Regions from separate parts of the Mus musculus genome. Here region 2 is linked to region 1. The links are chromatin contacts, called in public HiChIP or PLAC-seq maps. All regions are on one chromosome and are shown on one strand. Each heading gives the region's core, a stretch centred on a gene start, on an enhancer-like site or on the middle of the called end of the contact. The rest is flanking DNA. Distances are from core to core; before and after follow the strand shown.

Region 1 (7,869 bases), core at 3,530-6,029:
TTCCCATTTCTAATCTGAAGGAAATTTAATACTGTCTGAAACAGCAATAAAATTTGTAGGAGGAAACCAGGGCCCAATGAAACCGGTTCCTCAGACTGCCTAGGAAAAGAGCATCAGCATCTACCAAGCCTTAGGCTTCTGCAGAGCAAAACCATCAGAGCCATAAGCCACAGCACTGTGTCCAAAAGACCTACTGCCTATGTGTCCCCCAGAGCTCAAGAACAGCTCTGCATATCCCTGGAGTGACTTGCTAGTGTGTAAACCTGGGTGCACTGTGATTGTTTCTCCTGTGACCCACTGGGGAGAATTCATTCCCATGAAAACACCATTCATCACGAGGGCCTGTTCTACAGGGTCTTTTCCTATGACACTTTTACGGGTCAGTCTTACCAAGATGAGGCTCACAGAATCTAAGTTCAGCAACATATTTGTGACTATCTGGGTTGAGCCACAAAGAATATGGAAACTCATCCTCGAAGAAAGCCTGCTGGGAATCTACTTGAAAAGGAACACAATAGTGACTACAAAAACAAAAAGCAACCACGATACCTTTGTAACTTACTGAAGGAGAGCGCCGTGTGTGTCCAACAAATATGTCCTACCAGACACTATCCTATGCATTGGACAGTCCTTTAAAGAATCGTCTATCTCGAAACATTACAAGCCTTGTGACTGAGTGTTCTAGGCTCTGGGGACTTCACAGTTAACAAGACACAGAGAGAAATCCTTACCACCTTGGAGCCCTGAAGTTTGATATATATATATATCTATATATACATATATATATGTGTGTGTGTGTGTGTGTGTGTGTGTGTACACCTATGTGTGTGAGGTGTGTGTATGTATATATGTGTGTGTGTATATATATATATATATATATACACATATATATACACACACACACACACACACACACACACACATATATATATATATATATATATATATATATATATATATATATATGTTCCCACACATATATATTCAAATTACACTGTAAATTATAACATTAACACTATGAAAGAAACACAGCCGGATAAGGAAGACTGAGCGTTTAGAGGGAGAGTAATTATGAACAGAAGGCCACACTATCCATATGATGAGAATTAAGGGCACATTAAAAGGAAGATTAGTAGTTGGTTGGGTAGGTTGTACTACAGCTGTGGCTGTCTGGGCAAAGAATGGCCCAAGCAGAGGCAGGTATAATGAATGAATATCCAAAGGTAGAAGCCTGGGCTCTGCTTAGAATGATAAGCAGCAAGAGATAAGGTCAGAGCTGAAGGGCAGCCTGACACATATGCTGCATTGTGCCATTTGAAGGACTGGGGAAAAAAAGAGCTGTGGAGGGCTTCAACTAGAGAAGACAGCATGATCTAACTTGAGTTTTAGCTCAGGGCCCAGAGGATTCTTGGCTGTGGAAGCTGCCCTGGGTAGTGTAGCGAAGCTAGCACATCCCTGCACTCTACCTGCTAAAGGCTACTCACAACTTCCCACAGTGATGACTGAGGTTCTCCATAGGGGTTTGTTCTCTAATTTGTGGTTTGTGCATACGTATGTGTGTATACACATTCAGATGTATGCACCGGTACACTGTGTACAGGGGTGTGTGGGTGTGTGTCTGTGCATGCATGCGAAGACTAGAGGCCGACTTCAGGTGTCTCCCTCAGTCACTCACCACTTGGTTGTTTGATACAGTTTCTCATCTTTTATCTCTTACTTTTCAATTCAGATAGATTGGCTTGCCAGCAAGCGCATCTCCTCCTCCCCAGTGCTGGGATTACAACCACCAAGCCCCACGCCTGCCTGCCTTCATGTGGGCTCCTGGAAAAGTACTCAGGCCTTCACACTTGTGTGGCAAGCATGTTACTGACTCAGTCAGATCTCAGCCTTAAAAAAAAAAAAATCAGTTTAATAAGAATACTGTGGCACTAAATTTAAAATTACTAAAACTGGCCAAGGCTGAGAGCGTTAAGAGATTGCTGCAATAATTCAGGCAAAAACTGACAATGACTTGGTCAAAGTTACAGCAGAGAGATAGGCAAGAAATGGGTGAATTCTGAAACAATCTTGACAAGTGGTCCTCACCCTTCCTAATGCTGCAACCATTTAATATAGTTCTTCATGTTCCTGTGACCCCCGACCATAAAATTATTTTTGTTGCTATTTCATAAGTGTAATTTTGCTACTGTCATGAGTCATAAATATAAATATCTGATTATGCAGGATATCTGACATGCAACCCCTGTGAAAGGGTTGTTGAACGGCCCCCGAGGGGTCTCGACCCACAGATTAAGAACTGCTGATGGAGACAATAGAATGGATAGGTGTCCTTGTTACGAGAATCTGCAAATTTTCATTACAACTTTTTCCTAACCAGGACGTTAGGGATGCCCCAGCAAAGTCTTCAAACTACAGTCAACGAGAAGGCCCTGAGCCACATTTAAAGTCACACACCGATGTCAATGATAATACCATTAGGACAACTGTCAAAAACAGTCAGAAAAGATGTCAACGTACTCCAGAAACTTAGTCACAAATTTTATTTAACGGGTTTATTTCAAAGAACGCATATCTACTCCATGCTACCTGGCACCTGCTGCTCGTACCAACATGTGAAGCCGTTTATGCCCACAGTCCCACATTTTTCCTTTCCTGTGCTAGCTAGCTAGCTACAGAGGACATGTGCTCTTGCGTGCCATTCTTGCTGACTGGGTAAAAGAATAGAACCAAATCCTTCCCCATGAGTGTCAGGGCACTCATTGGTTTTCCCCAGAGGTACCTTCTTCACTCCCTCAAACTCATTTAATGTATCAGCCACCATCAAAATGAAGAGCCCAGTTAATTAATTTCTTTCAGACACACACACACACACACACACACACACACACACGCACACACTCCCCCTGCCCCCCTCATTCTGGCCTTGTAAGCATTTGCTTATAGAAGCAAAAGCAGGGACTGACTGCTCAGTAAAACACTGGTCCCTTCAGCCACATGCAGATAAAGCTCTAATGAGCATAACCAACAATGCGCTTTACACAGTATCACTCTCAGAGCACCCAATACACCCTTATCTACATTCACACACAAATAGCCATTATGAAAAGAAGCCACTAGTGAAAGGCTGAGTTTATGCATCTTGATGCCTAACACATTTCCTTCCACTCTGCCACAAGCATGTGCAAAAAGCCTGCCTTAGCCAGGGAGCCAGGGCTTCTGCTCCTCCCAGAGTTTGTTCCCATGACTGGATTCAAGGTCCTGTCCCAGCCCTGAAGGAAAGCAACCTGTCTCCACTTTATAAGACCCAGCCTTTTTGTCTCCCAAACCAAAGATTCCACCCCTCAATTCTGCCTTCCTGGCCCCTGAAAGTGAGTCCCTCTGCCCCTCTACCAGGGGAACCTCACTCATCTAGACCCTAGACAATTGATGCACCAGGTGATGATGTTAGCCTTACTTCATCGCACAACTGAAAGGGTGGAAATAAAGTCACAGATTCCAGTGACTATCCCCCTCTCTGTAAACATGACAAATAAGAAGCACTTCAAGGGTCCAGAGGGACCAAAGAGAGTGATAACCGATTCTGCCAGGCAAGTAGCAATGGAGGGTGGCGTGAGGGATTAGGATACTGCAGAGGTACTGAAGAGTTGGGAGGCACCAGACTAGAGAACATCTTCACTCTAGGCCCAAAGTTCTTGAAGCGCCTGGAGAATTAAATGTGTGTAGGTGCCAAGAGAGCATTCCCAACCACCACAGACCTCTAAGGTAGTTTGTTTGTTTGTTTCTTTCTTTCTTTCTTTCTTTCTTTCTTTCTTTCTTTCTTTCTTTCTCTCTTTCCTTCCTTCCTTCCTTCCTTCCTTCCTTCCTTCCTTCCTTCCTTCTTGCATTTGTAAAGACTTCTATTCCAGACAGCTTGCCCAGCTTGAGAGACACGCCCACCCACAACCTCCTCCCCTCCTTTTATTCACCCCCCCCCCCCACACACACACACACACCTCCTCGGTGCTGTCCTGTGGCAGGTGAAAGGTGAAGCTCAGGTGAACTTCACCTAGAGGCCTCTCTGAGTAGTATCTCCCAGAGGGGCTGGTCTACAAGGGAAGACCTCCAGGCCAGTTCATCGCTGCCCTGGAGCATCAGATCCCCCTCTCCTGAGCCCCTCAGCCTGCTAGGGAGCTTCAGAAAAATTGCTCTTGGTAGCACCAGATCACAGTCCCTGTCCGGTGCTCCTCCTACCCCACCTCGCGCCGGGTACCGCCCCAGCCCCCATCTAGCTCAGCAGCTGGCATCTGCAGCCGAGGGTCCCCACGTCTGGATGAGCCATCCCAAGAGACTCGCGGTGTCCCCAAAATGCCACTGTCAGATACCCTGGGATGCAAGCAAGTCGTCTGTAAGCGGGACCCTAAATGCCAGGGGCCAGGTCGCCCTGTACCCCAAGGCAAGGGCACGGGGTCCTTGTCCTAGAGCTATCCAGACTGACTGTTCTCCTCCCAGGGTAGCAGGCGCGGGGCCCATGGGCCTCCTGCCGCGCCTCCCTCCAGCTGTCACCACTCACCTGCTCTTCAGAGGTTGACTTTTGAGTTCGTAATAGGTTTTGGGTTCTTCGTGAAACTCCTCCCCGACTTCGAAATCCGCCACGATTCCCGATTCGGACTGCATGACTCCCTCTTGCCCGCCTTCCACTGCTTGGGACTTGGACCAGAACCCGGGCACCTGAGAAAGATGGGGGGCCTCGGGTACCCCAAGCCGCGCGCCCCGCGCAGTGCCCCACTCAGCCCGCTAGCCGGCCGCCCGCCCCGGCGCGGTGAGTTTACTCTCACACCAGAGCGGGAGGGGCTGAGCCCGGTGCGCCCTGGGATTTGTGGTTCCGCCTGGGCAGAGCACACCAGCTCTCCAGGATATCAGCTTCCGCAAAAACTACAACTCCCAGAAGGTCAAACCGGGGAGAGACAACGTGGTGTACACGGATAGTGCAAGTCCTGTTTGGATTCCTTGTCAATGTCAGCAGCTCCTCTCCGTGTCTCTCCGGTTTGCTTCAAGGATACAGACCTGGCTGTTTAATATTAATAAGAACAACTCAGCCTGGGCTTCTACTGTCCCTCCTGGTTTAGACATCTGCGAGGACACGCCGAGCGTTCATTTAAAAAATAAAACACTAAGGGGTTTTGAAACTAGAAAGTTTCGGTCAGAGTTAAAACCCATTTTTAAAATAAAAGGACTTTCTATTAGCCCCCGAGCTCTTCTGGACTGCAGCGACACATCATTTTGTCCTCTATTGAAACAGAGTGTTGGAAACTTCACTTTTATAATGAAAGCATTATTGGAGGAGTTGTTCTTGTGCGTTCTTTTTCTGGAACTCAGTATAAGCTCCCACAATACTCTTCATCAGTTGAAAGGCTCCTTTCCTTTTATCCAATTAGTCACCTCTAATCTAAAGCAGCACTTGAAGGATTCAGTTAATTTTAAAAGACATCAAGTTACCAAACAGCTTCACCACCACCACCACCGTCTGCTTTCAATTTCTCAGTTGGCTGGGAGTTCAGATGAGATTGTCCTAACATTGCAAGCCGGTGCAGCTTCAAGGTACTCGGCTAGGTGATGTATTAAATGACCGCACTTTAGCTCATTTGTATGTTCAGACCTGTCTTCTGGTTAGTTCCAGCAGGACTCTTCATGTTGTATAAAACATCAACGAGTGCTTTGAGACATTGGAGTTAAGGGTGGCATTTTAAGATGGCAGAAATTCCTAGTTCTTCTAAGAAATCCTGTGTAATCTTAGACATGTCCATTGGATTCCTAGAAGCCTTAATTTCCTCATCTATGAAAGAAGAGATTAGGAAACCTATTTGAGATGGTGTTGCAAGGTCAAAAGTAAGGAAAGAATTACTTGCAATTTGTATACACTAGGGGCAGGCAAAATGGCTCAGTCGGTAAATTTACTTATTTGCAAACATGACAACCTGCAATTGGTCCTCAGGACACACATGACTGAAGAATGGAACTATTAACTACTGCAATCTGTCTCCTGACAGCTGAATGCAGGTGCAGGTACACATAATACATACATAGAATTTTTTAAAAGCTGCTCAGTGATGATTAATTTTGGCTTTCTTTTGTGTATCTTGGAGGCATTCTTGGCAAGCTTGCATCTCTTCTGTGTATTTTTCACTTTCAGGAGTTGATAAACTAAATGATGATCCTAAAAGGTCTACACTGATGGTTGGGCATCTCCTTGGAGTTACCCACTCCTATATCTTGCCTCACAGTATAGCTTTTTCTTTTTTAATTTTATATCAGAAAGATCATGAATAGGAGTGGTGAGTGAGAACTGGAAAATGTATACATCGTTGAGGTAGCAATAACCAACATTTTGTAGCTGAATATTGTTCTTAAAATACTTCGGGGGTCCTTTCCTATAGCAATAGCATGGCAGGATATCTGAAATCACCCTGAAAAGCTTCAAGATGTTCATGGATATATTAACTGCTAGAAACAATATTCAGAGGTAACAGTATAGAAGAAGGGAAGTAAACCGAGAGAGCAGCATGTGTGTTTAGACTCTGAACTTCATCCAGGTCCTCCATAGTCAGTGCTGGAAAGTGGGAGCAGAAACTGATGGGCTTGGAGCAAGTCCAGAATTTGATGAGGTGTGAACCACAGATGCTAAACACTGTGCCTAACAGCAAGCGTTCTGGCCCAATATCACCCCGACTGAGAAACGCTGAGCCTTTTCATTGTCTGAATCTCTTGACCCATTAGGAGTTGTGTTTGGTTGGTTGGTTGGTTGGTTGGTTGGTTGGTTGGTTTTTTTGTTTTTGTTTTTTTTTTCCTGAACAAAGCTATGTACGTTCTTCTTAGAACACACAAATAGAAAGACACTGTGCCTAAACATGGTCTGTTGGCCCTTGGAAGGCTGGCTGTCAAAGACTTGTACCAGAATTGAGGTTTAGAACAATAATGAGGCCTGGGATGTGATTTAGTTGGTAGAGCCTTTGTCTATGGTGTATGAGGCCCTTGATTCAGTCTTCAACACTGCATAAACTAGTATGGTGGCATAATCAATCCCATAATCACAGCACCTGGGACAGGTAGATTCAGGATGGTTAGAAGTTCAAAGTCATCTTGGTTACATTGGGAGTCTAGGGCCAGCCTAAGCTAAAGAGTGATATCCCAGACCTAAAGGATCATTCTTAAAGCGAAAGTAAAAGTGAGAACATTCAAGACTTCACTGAAGCAGTTTCCAGAGAGCTCTCTGGGTGTAGCCCTGAGCTGGAGTTGTCTTAAGACTGCACATCCAGCTGCTGTTTCCCCCTCTTGTATCTTTTCTTTGTGCTCACTCTGCTCTCTGTTCAGAAAACCTTCGAAGGATCATCTGTTACAGTGCCATCTGCCACCCTGTGGGAGTGGGTATGTGACTTTGTCCTGACCATTATAGAATCCTATCTTTTAAAATAATTGCGGACTTGTTGACATTTCCTATGTATATGTAATATATTTTGATTAGAATAAACCCCCTTTTCTCTCTCTTAGCCCCTCCCTCTCCCCCTGGAACCCATCTTCTTCCCAACACAGCCCCCCTTCTACTTTTGAGTCTATGGGGGTTTGTTGTTGGTATTCTTTGTTTGCTTGTTTTGTTTTGTTTTATAAGCTCGTTGAGTTGAATTAGGGTTTACATATGCATGGATGTGAGGTGATTTCCTGGACCCTAAGCAGTTTACCGGTGGCTCTGCCCCATATAACATCATCTTTTAATACAGTGATTCCTTTAGGAATTGACATCGGACCCTAACACCACTTTTTCCTTAGAAATTTTCTCCTCAAATAGTTCTGATTTTGGAAGCCTGGGATGGAAGAGAAGGAAAAAATCTAGATGTA
Region 2 (7,869 bases), core at 2,211-4,710, 140 kb before region 1:
ATCATGTCTCAGTAAAAAAGATGGATGCTGTTCTGTTCCTGAGGAATAATACCCCAGGGTGTGCTTTCTTCGCCATGCACACACATATGTATGTACACCCATACAGACAAGAATGCATGTATACACATACACACTACACACACACACACACACACACACACACACACACACACACACAGAGCAAGTCTCAAGTTATTAAGCAATCATTTTCCAGGGAGCAAGCTATGTTGGATGTATGTCTCTGGAAGGCAGAGAACTTTTGTCACTCTAGTGACAAGGAAACACCCTATTATAGTCATAGTCCCACATCCTTAGAAAGACAGACCCTTGATATCAGAGAGCAGAATTCCAGAATAAAAAAAAAGGTGATTATGTGTTTATATTCAACTATATATATTTTTTGAATGGATTTCCAAAGTACAATCTTAAAAAAAAAAAAAGAGAACTTTGCCTGTAAGGAAGTAGTGGCTTTTTACAGCAGAGAAACAGGTGGGTAGTATTTATCCAATACTACAATGGATAAATTCACCCGATGTGCTTCTCAACCCACAGAGGGTACAATGCCTGGTGACCTTGGGTAAAGTCCCTACTTGAGGTAGCAATGATAAGGCCACTCTTGCTCTTTTCCTGTTGATTTGTATTTTGCTAGGTAAGGTAGTGTCGGCAGTGTCTCCATTTAGGAGGAGTGTGTCTGCAAGAGCTCTACAGAATTCACAAGTTGTGTGAACAAAGGGATTCATTTGCCTTTTGCAGCTCTCTCGAAAGCCCAGTGCTTTCTGTAGCTAATGTGCAAAAGTTTGGAGTTTCTTATTACCCTCATGTCATCTACTCTAAATTTGAAAGGTTTCATCTATTTTTTGAATCAACTTTGCATATGATGGATTTTTTTCCAAAACATCCTCAAGAGCTGCTGGGAATTTTGCAGTCTCTGCTGGCCTGTTCCACCCCAGTGCTGCTGGTCGCCATCTGCTTCCTACCTCTCTTCTTGGTTTTACCTGGTGCCGTCCTGATGGTGGGACATCATGGATCCTTACTTCTAAAGGAACCCAATAAGCCCTCCAGGAAAGAGACCTGGTTGACTCTACTTCCTTCTCTTTTCAGTATTGTTGAAAGTTCCAGAACCTACCTCAGAATGGCCCAGGAGGTGGAGGGTAGGTGGAGGGAATCTGCTATTTAATGAGGCCCCAGGTGATGCAAGGCCTTTGGGTCCCTGAACAGGCTTCCGGGAATCACGGAGATGGGAGTGGTGGTTAAGTCATGAGCACCTCAGATTCCAGTCAAGCCAAATGGAGAGTTCTAGAGAGGATTCTGAGTCCTTTCCCAGGAGTCAGGCTGTCTTTTCCTTATGAATAGAAGAGGACCCAAGTGCAAAAGAAAATGAGCACATTTGCCCAAGTTCATGGTAGCTTTATCAAGATTATGTCAATTAATAAACTGAGAAGAAAATTTAGCTCTTAAGTTTTTAAAACAACCTCAAAAAAGCTACCAGGAAGCTGAAATGAAATGGACAATGACCTGAAGTTTGACTAGATATTATTTTAAGTAATTAAAATTCATGTAATATATTTATATAATTTATATGATAAATAATTAACACAGAGACATACAAACACACATACACACATTATGTAATATATTAATATAATTTATATAATAAATAATTAACACAGAGACATACAAACATACATGCACACAATTCCCAACCTAGGGAAACCTGAAATAGGAAGGAAACAATACTTTTTCTCTCTCGAAACCATAGAATCACGAACAGTTTTGCTGTGTTGGCTTCCATGCTTGTAAGTGGACCAGGACTTGGTAGGCTCATGGAATAACAGGAAGAACACAAGCCTGTCCACAGTGCACTAATCCCAATATAATGGAGTCATTCTTTGCACTAGAATAAGAAGGTACTTAACAAAATAAATTATCACCTTAGTTAAGTTATTTCTGGTTTTAAAATGGTTGAGAATTACCATGAGAACAGAAAAAAAAATGGGCTCCCTGGTGAATAAGAAAAAGGCCTATTTTATTGAATTATAGGCAGTGCTGGAAATTTCTTAAAATATTCCAAAGGGTCAGTGAGAGAAGACAGTAAACATCGTGCCTAAAACTTCATGCAAAGCAAAAGGCTTCCGATGCCTTTTGTGTGAGGCAAGCCATCATCCAACATCCACTATACAACAAACGAGAGATGACTTGTCATCGTCTGACTCTTCAGTGTCTCCTTGACACTCAGCGCACTGACAAACCGCTCATGCATTCCTTGCCATTCAGAGCTCTTCAGCAGGCTGGGTAAGCGTGAGGAAGGTGTGACATGTGTGGGTTGGCAAGGACCCTGGCCTCAGAGCATGAGTAAGATGTGTGACTCACAAGTCAAGAGCTGCCTCCACACTCATAGCTCAATGGAAGGCGCTTGGCACCTTTGGAGAGGGTGACTCTTCACTGCTCTCTCCTACAGGAGCTGATTTAAAAAAAAAGGACAGGAAATGGCAGCAGCCGGGAATGTTATGTGACAGTGAACTTGGGTCAAAATTAACAGAAATAAACTAACAACTAAATTGTTTCTGTATGAGCGGGTATAAGATTGCAGGGAAGATAATAATAATTACTGTGTACAGTGATTAAATAAATATAAGTCACCGGAAATTGTGAATGTACATGTTCTTAACATGCAGGTATGTTCTTAAGTGTGTAAATGTTCATGAGTGTGCAGGTACATGCATATATGTAGGTACACACATGTACATGTAAATATATGCAGATGCTAGAGATTAACCTTGGGTTTTGTTCCTCAGGGTCATCCACCTGGTTTTTTGAGACAATGTCTGACACTAACTAGAGTTCACTACCAGGCTGGCCCGGCCAGTAAACCCTACACATGCTCCACGCCTGTAACCACTCTACCAAGTACACAGTCTCCCCTCCTGGATCATTATAAATTTATTATAACCAATAAAGTAGAAATCTTCCTGATGACGCTCCTTGTACTCAACACTGTGCTAAATCCTTCAGGGTCTGTGCTATCCAATCCAAAGGTCACAGGGCATTGAAACTACTGAGCCCGGGGACGGGGGCCAAGTCTTAAGAAGGAGCTGAATTTTATATCTCATGTAGACCTAAATTGAAACAAATAATCAATTTAATTACTGGAAAAAAATTGTTTTAAATCCCCCCCATGTGTACACTCAAGTGCATGTGTGTGTGTGTGTGTGTGTGTGTGTGTGTATGTATGTGTGTGTTCAGGTGATCGACTTTAGGTATGTACATGTCACCACACACATGTAGACTCAGGAAAACTTCAATGCTTGCTTCTCACAAACAGAGGTTCCAGCTGTTGCCTGCCTGACTACCGGCTCCTGAGTTTCCCTGGTTCTGCCATCCCCACCTCCCATCTCCTTATAAAAACCTGGTTAAGAGAGATGCTCCCTGCTTTGTCAGACTTTTCCTAGGTTCTGTGGATTGCAATTGGCTCTGGCTCTTCACCTTTGCATGACAAACACTCTGCCAGCTAGCCTCCACCCCATTCCAGTCACTAGAAAGCTTCTTTACAGGACTAAAACAACATTAGCAAATGAATGCAAATGAGTGAAAATTTTATGAGATCTAAACCCCAGGACAAGTCATTCAGATGAAACTTCATCTCCAAACTACAATATGTAGGAGACAAGAAATATATACCCAAATTAGAGGACAGCATGAGACTCATTACAAAGACGATGAGGGGGCTAAAGTTGAAACTCTGCAGATAATTCTCGTGTAATAGATTGAAATAATGACGTTCTGGATATACTTGGTTGTATAAAACATATTGAAATTAATTTTGTCTGCTTCTTTTTGTTTTCCCCTGAGGACTCAAGGCTCTGAAGTCAGAGCTTGGCATATGACTTGAGTGATATGGCCTGGGGGGGATCCTTCATTCATCTGTAAAGCCCCCCCCCCCCCCCCCAGAGTAGACTTTACTGCCCACAGTTTACAGATGAGGATACCATGGTCTAAGGAGAAAACAGCCATGGTCACTCAGTGTGGTACTGGGCTCGGGCTATCACTGATCTTCAAGAGCAGCTCTGACTGTGGCCACATCTCAAAGCATAACGGTAAATGCATCACTTAGCGTGGGAATTTGACATTCAGGTTACTTTCTAAAACAGTTAACTACACATGCTATGAGGCTGTAATCACAAGGTCTTGTGAACCCCAGAAACCCAGTCTCTTAAGATTAGTCTGTCTGCCATAAATATCAGCAAGCATTTAACAATACAAGAAGATCATTACTGCAGCTTGCACCAGATGAAGGATTCGAATTAAATTCCATCAAGCCACACTGAGGTGACACACTGTGACAAGCTCCTTACATCCAACCCTCCCACCCCCACCTCCCAGGAGCTTACATGTTATTTTATTTTTTAAGTTTGCTCCCCTATTCTTTCTATCAAGGCAAAAAGAGAAGGCCCCATGAAATGTTGAATAGGGTAAAGAGAAAGAGCACCCGAGTTAATAGGTGACATAGATGGAGTCTCAAAATCTGTGAAAACACAAAACCAGGAGGGCACATTTCCCTCCCTGGACAATCTCTCTTTTGTTGAGGAGCCAAGTCCCGGTCTTGAAACGTGTGGGCAATACATCAGCAGGCATTATTTTAAATCAACCGGTTTTATAAAATAAGCCAAGAGTTGAAAGAGGCAGGACTAATTACCAACATTCCTTGATGAATTACTTGGCGGCGTGTGCTAAGTCAATGTACGCCTGTGTCTTGATCCCCAATTTTAGCCTGTACTTATTTCCCAGGAGGCAAAAGGAACATGTGGCTAATTAAGGCACCAATCTCCACAGCCAGAAGTACTCAAAGGTAAGATCTCTTTGGGGCTAAAAAAAAAGACAAAAGAAAAGGTTCTTTGCCTGGTACTTATTAATCTAATTTTTACTAGTTCACTAGAAAAACAGAGCTGATCTTGTCACCTTTAGGCAGTGTGAAAATGCTACATATTTGTAAGTTAGCCAATAAGAACTTGTTAAGCCTTTCCTAACTGGCAGGAATGTCTCTGGTTTGTCACTTCTAATTAAGTCTCAACAAAATTTCCAGCCTCTAAATTTTAATTATATAAAAACCAGGGCCAACAGGGGAGATTACAACACAGTTATGTATGCCACGGTAAGGGAGGGAGCAACCTGAGTCGCGCCTTTTGTTTTAGGCCTCTTTGCAACACTAAAATTATTCACAACCGGATGATTAGATTCCTTCGGCTCATTTTTAATCACCAGGGTCCCTGAACCTTTTTATCTTGCTTCTAGGAAAACTTCAGAAACTGTGGGATGAACGTGAGTCTGATAGGCCTACCCGTAGAAGCAGTGTGCTCCTCAGAGAGTAGTAGGTGATTAGGAATTCATCAAACTCTTAGGTAAAATATGTTAAAGATGCCCACGGTCAGTTACATAAATACTACACGAACCCAGTCTCCTAGGCTTTGTGCCTCATGTATGTGTGTGCATGTGTGTGCATGTGCATGCATGTGAAGGCTAGAGGATGACAGGAGCTGTCTTCCCTGCCAATCTGCACCTTATATTTTGAAACAGGGTCTCCTGGACCCAGGACTCCCCAGCTCAGCTGGGCTGCCTGCTACTGTGCTCTTTCTTATCTCTGCCTCCCCAGAGCTGAGATTGCAGGTCTGGGTGTGGGTATCAAGCTCAGGTTCTAAGGTTTGCAAGGCAAGCACTTCACCAACTGAGCTATTATTCCAAAACCCTAAAATCGCAAATCTAGTTTAAAGGAAAATAGTAGCGGAGCCTTTCACTACTGTTATATCCAACCGTAGCAGCACCCCCAGGATCTCCAGGAGGAACAATATGCCTTTGATTCATCTGGACCATCTTCTTGTATTATCAATTAAAAAAAATTTAAATCCACGTATATGAATGAAATGTACATACATTCACTGTATGTATGCCTGCCTGCATGCCAGATGAGGGCATCAGATCCCGTTATAGATGATTGTGAGCCACTATGTGGTGGCTGGGAATTGAACTCAGGATTTCTGGGAGAGCAGACAGTATTCTTACCTGATGAGCCATGCCTCCAGTGGCCTCTGCCCTCTAGGTGTTAATCAATTTTAAACATAGTGATTAAAGCAACTCTTTCTAGAACATTCTATGTTAACTGCATTCTAGTTTACATGCTTTCTATACATCTTCTCACGTAGTTAGGGTACTATAAACAAGACCTGACAAGCTGGGAGATGCATGTGGGATGCTACAGATTTCAAGTTTAGGCTGATATTCAAAAAAGCAATAAGAAGAGACACATTCGGAACAAGAGCCAATATTCTAGTACTGATTGCAGCTATAACCTTGAGCAAAGCTGCCGTACTAATTTACATATTTTTAACACAAATTCCAGCCATTTATTTTAGTAGGGTGAAGTTAAATTTAGATTTTGCTTAGATGCGTCCAAATTCTCTCCTGTTCTAAAGCCCACTGACATCCATGAGTAGTCTTTCAAGTTTATCTTTTCTTTAACTGAGATGAAACAGGCAGAGTTTGTGAAGGGGACTGTGACCTCCTTGTGCAATAATATAATTATTATTACAGTTGACATTCACTTAAAAGCAAATAGAAAACCAAGCAGATCTGAAGTTCGGATTTTAAGTGCTAGAGCAATGTCAAAAGTTCTGATACTGAAGGGAGGAGAAAAGACAGCCACAACAACAACAACAACAAAAATGGGACCATAACTTCAGGGGCAAATTCCTATGGGGAGTGAATAAAAACCATTTAGAACTGCACCAAGGCATCGCTGAACATAGAGAGGGACGAAGCACCTAAATTGGAGTAGGCTGGGCCATTGAGACCCTTAGACTATAAAGATCCCAGCTCTAGATTTTCAGATGTTGCTTTAGGAAACTCCGTACTACTGCTTTTTCACTCATAATGACAACTCAGTTACTAAACCAAAAAGTATCACCATGGTCAGTGTGCTGAGACAGAATTCTCACATAGGAAGAACACAGTCAGTTCCTAGGTTGCATGTATCTTGGAGACTAGGGAAGGAAATTTAATTATTCAACAGAGAAGGCCCTGACTAATCCCCAATGAAAATCATGCAGCCTTCTGTTGAGCCCAAGAGATTCCGCTGTTATTTCTATCTGGCTTCTTACTTTACTTAAAAGCGCTGTTTCTGGTGGTCATTGAGACAAGCTTGGACTTGGAGAGAGGGTATAGTAGAGAGCTTAGTATGTGGGCTTAACAATATAACCAGAGGCCAGAGGCAATCTCCATATGCCTGTTTGCCTACCTGGGCTAATCCTACAGATCCACAGGGTTGGTAAGAGAATAATGAACTGAAATGTCCTCCTTTCACCTGTCACTGAATGTGGCTACAATCAGTTCCAGAAGCCAGCGAAGCTGTCTTGCCTTCCCTCCATGCCATCAAAGCAATTCCTACCAACGTTATAAGCCATAGCCAGGAGGTCTGCAATGGACAAGTGCTATTGGCTCATATGTGGCCACATCACTTGAGGGGTTGAACATCTATCTCTTCTCTAGAAGCTTCTCTGGTTACTCTAAGAAAGATACTAACTACTATAAGTAGCCAACTTCCTGGGCTCAAGTCCTGCTAACACCTCAGCCTTTAATGACTTTACCAGGCCTATTTAAGTCCTCCACGCCTGTCTATGCATCTGTTGAATGGGGGTGCTAACAACAGCCTCACAGAACAGTGATGAGGGCAGCATCCTGTATCTGTGGTATTGAGTACCACGGCCCCATGCTAAACATGAGTGTGATTGTAATGAGGGTTCGGGGGGGGGGGGGGAAGGCCCAGCCAGAATGCAGAAGCCATGTCTACAGGAATCCTGGCCAATGTTCTTGAAGTACAAC

The links. HiChIP or PLAC-seq counts read pairs in DNA pulled down with a chosen protein or histone mark.
Region 2: an H3K27ac HiChIP or PLAC-seq map of embryonic stem cells shows a contact between it and region 1, with 5 read pairs. The contact joins the enhancer-like site here to the promoter of Mitf in region 1. A contact is called at or near these places in 2 of 39 promoter capture datasets (the 3T3-L1 cell line and hippocampal neurons), 3 of 484 Hi-C or Micro-C datasets (all in embryonic stem cells), 4 of 115 datasets of contacts at active chromatin or transcription factors (the NIH/3T3 cell line, cardiomyocytes and embryonic stem cells) and 1 of 9 other capture datasets (adipose tissue).

Annotation. Positions count from the first base shown.
Region 1 is chr6:97,803,968-97,811,836 of GRCm38.p6, reverse strand. It overlaps Mitf (melanogenesis associated transcription factor), which reads right to left and starts at 4,779. Exons shown (of 10, transcript NM_001113198.1): 1 at 4,550-4,779. The coding sequence starts at 4,653.
Region 2 is chr6:97,947,507-97,955,375 of GRCm38.p6, reverse strand. The region is part of intron 2 of Mitf (melanogenesis associated transcription factor); the gene reads right to left. Among named protein-coding and RNA genes, the nearest start is that of Mitf, 140 kb to the right of the region's middle. Within about 2 kb of position 3,460, at least 20 of the 459 cell types and tissues checked have an H3K27ac peak or open chromatin away from gene starts, as enhancers often do. A contact at or near this core is called in embryonic stem cells, where this site is marked.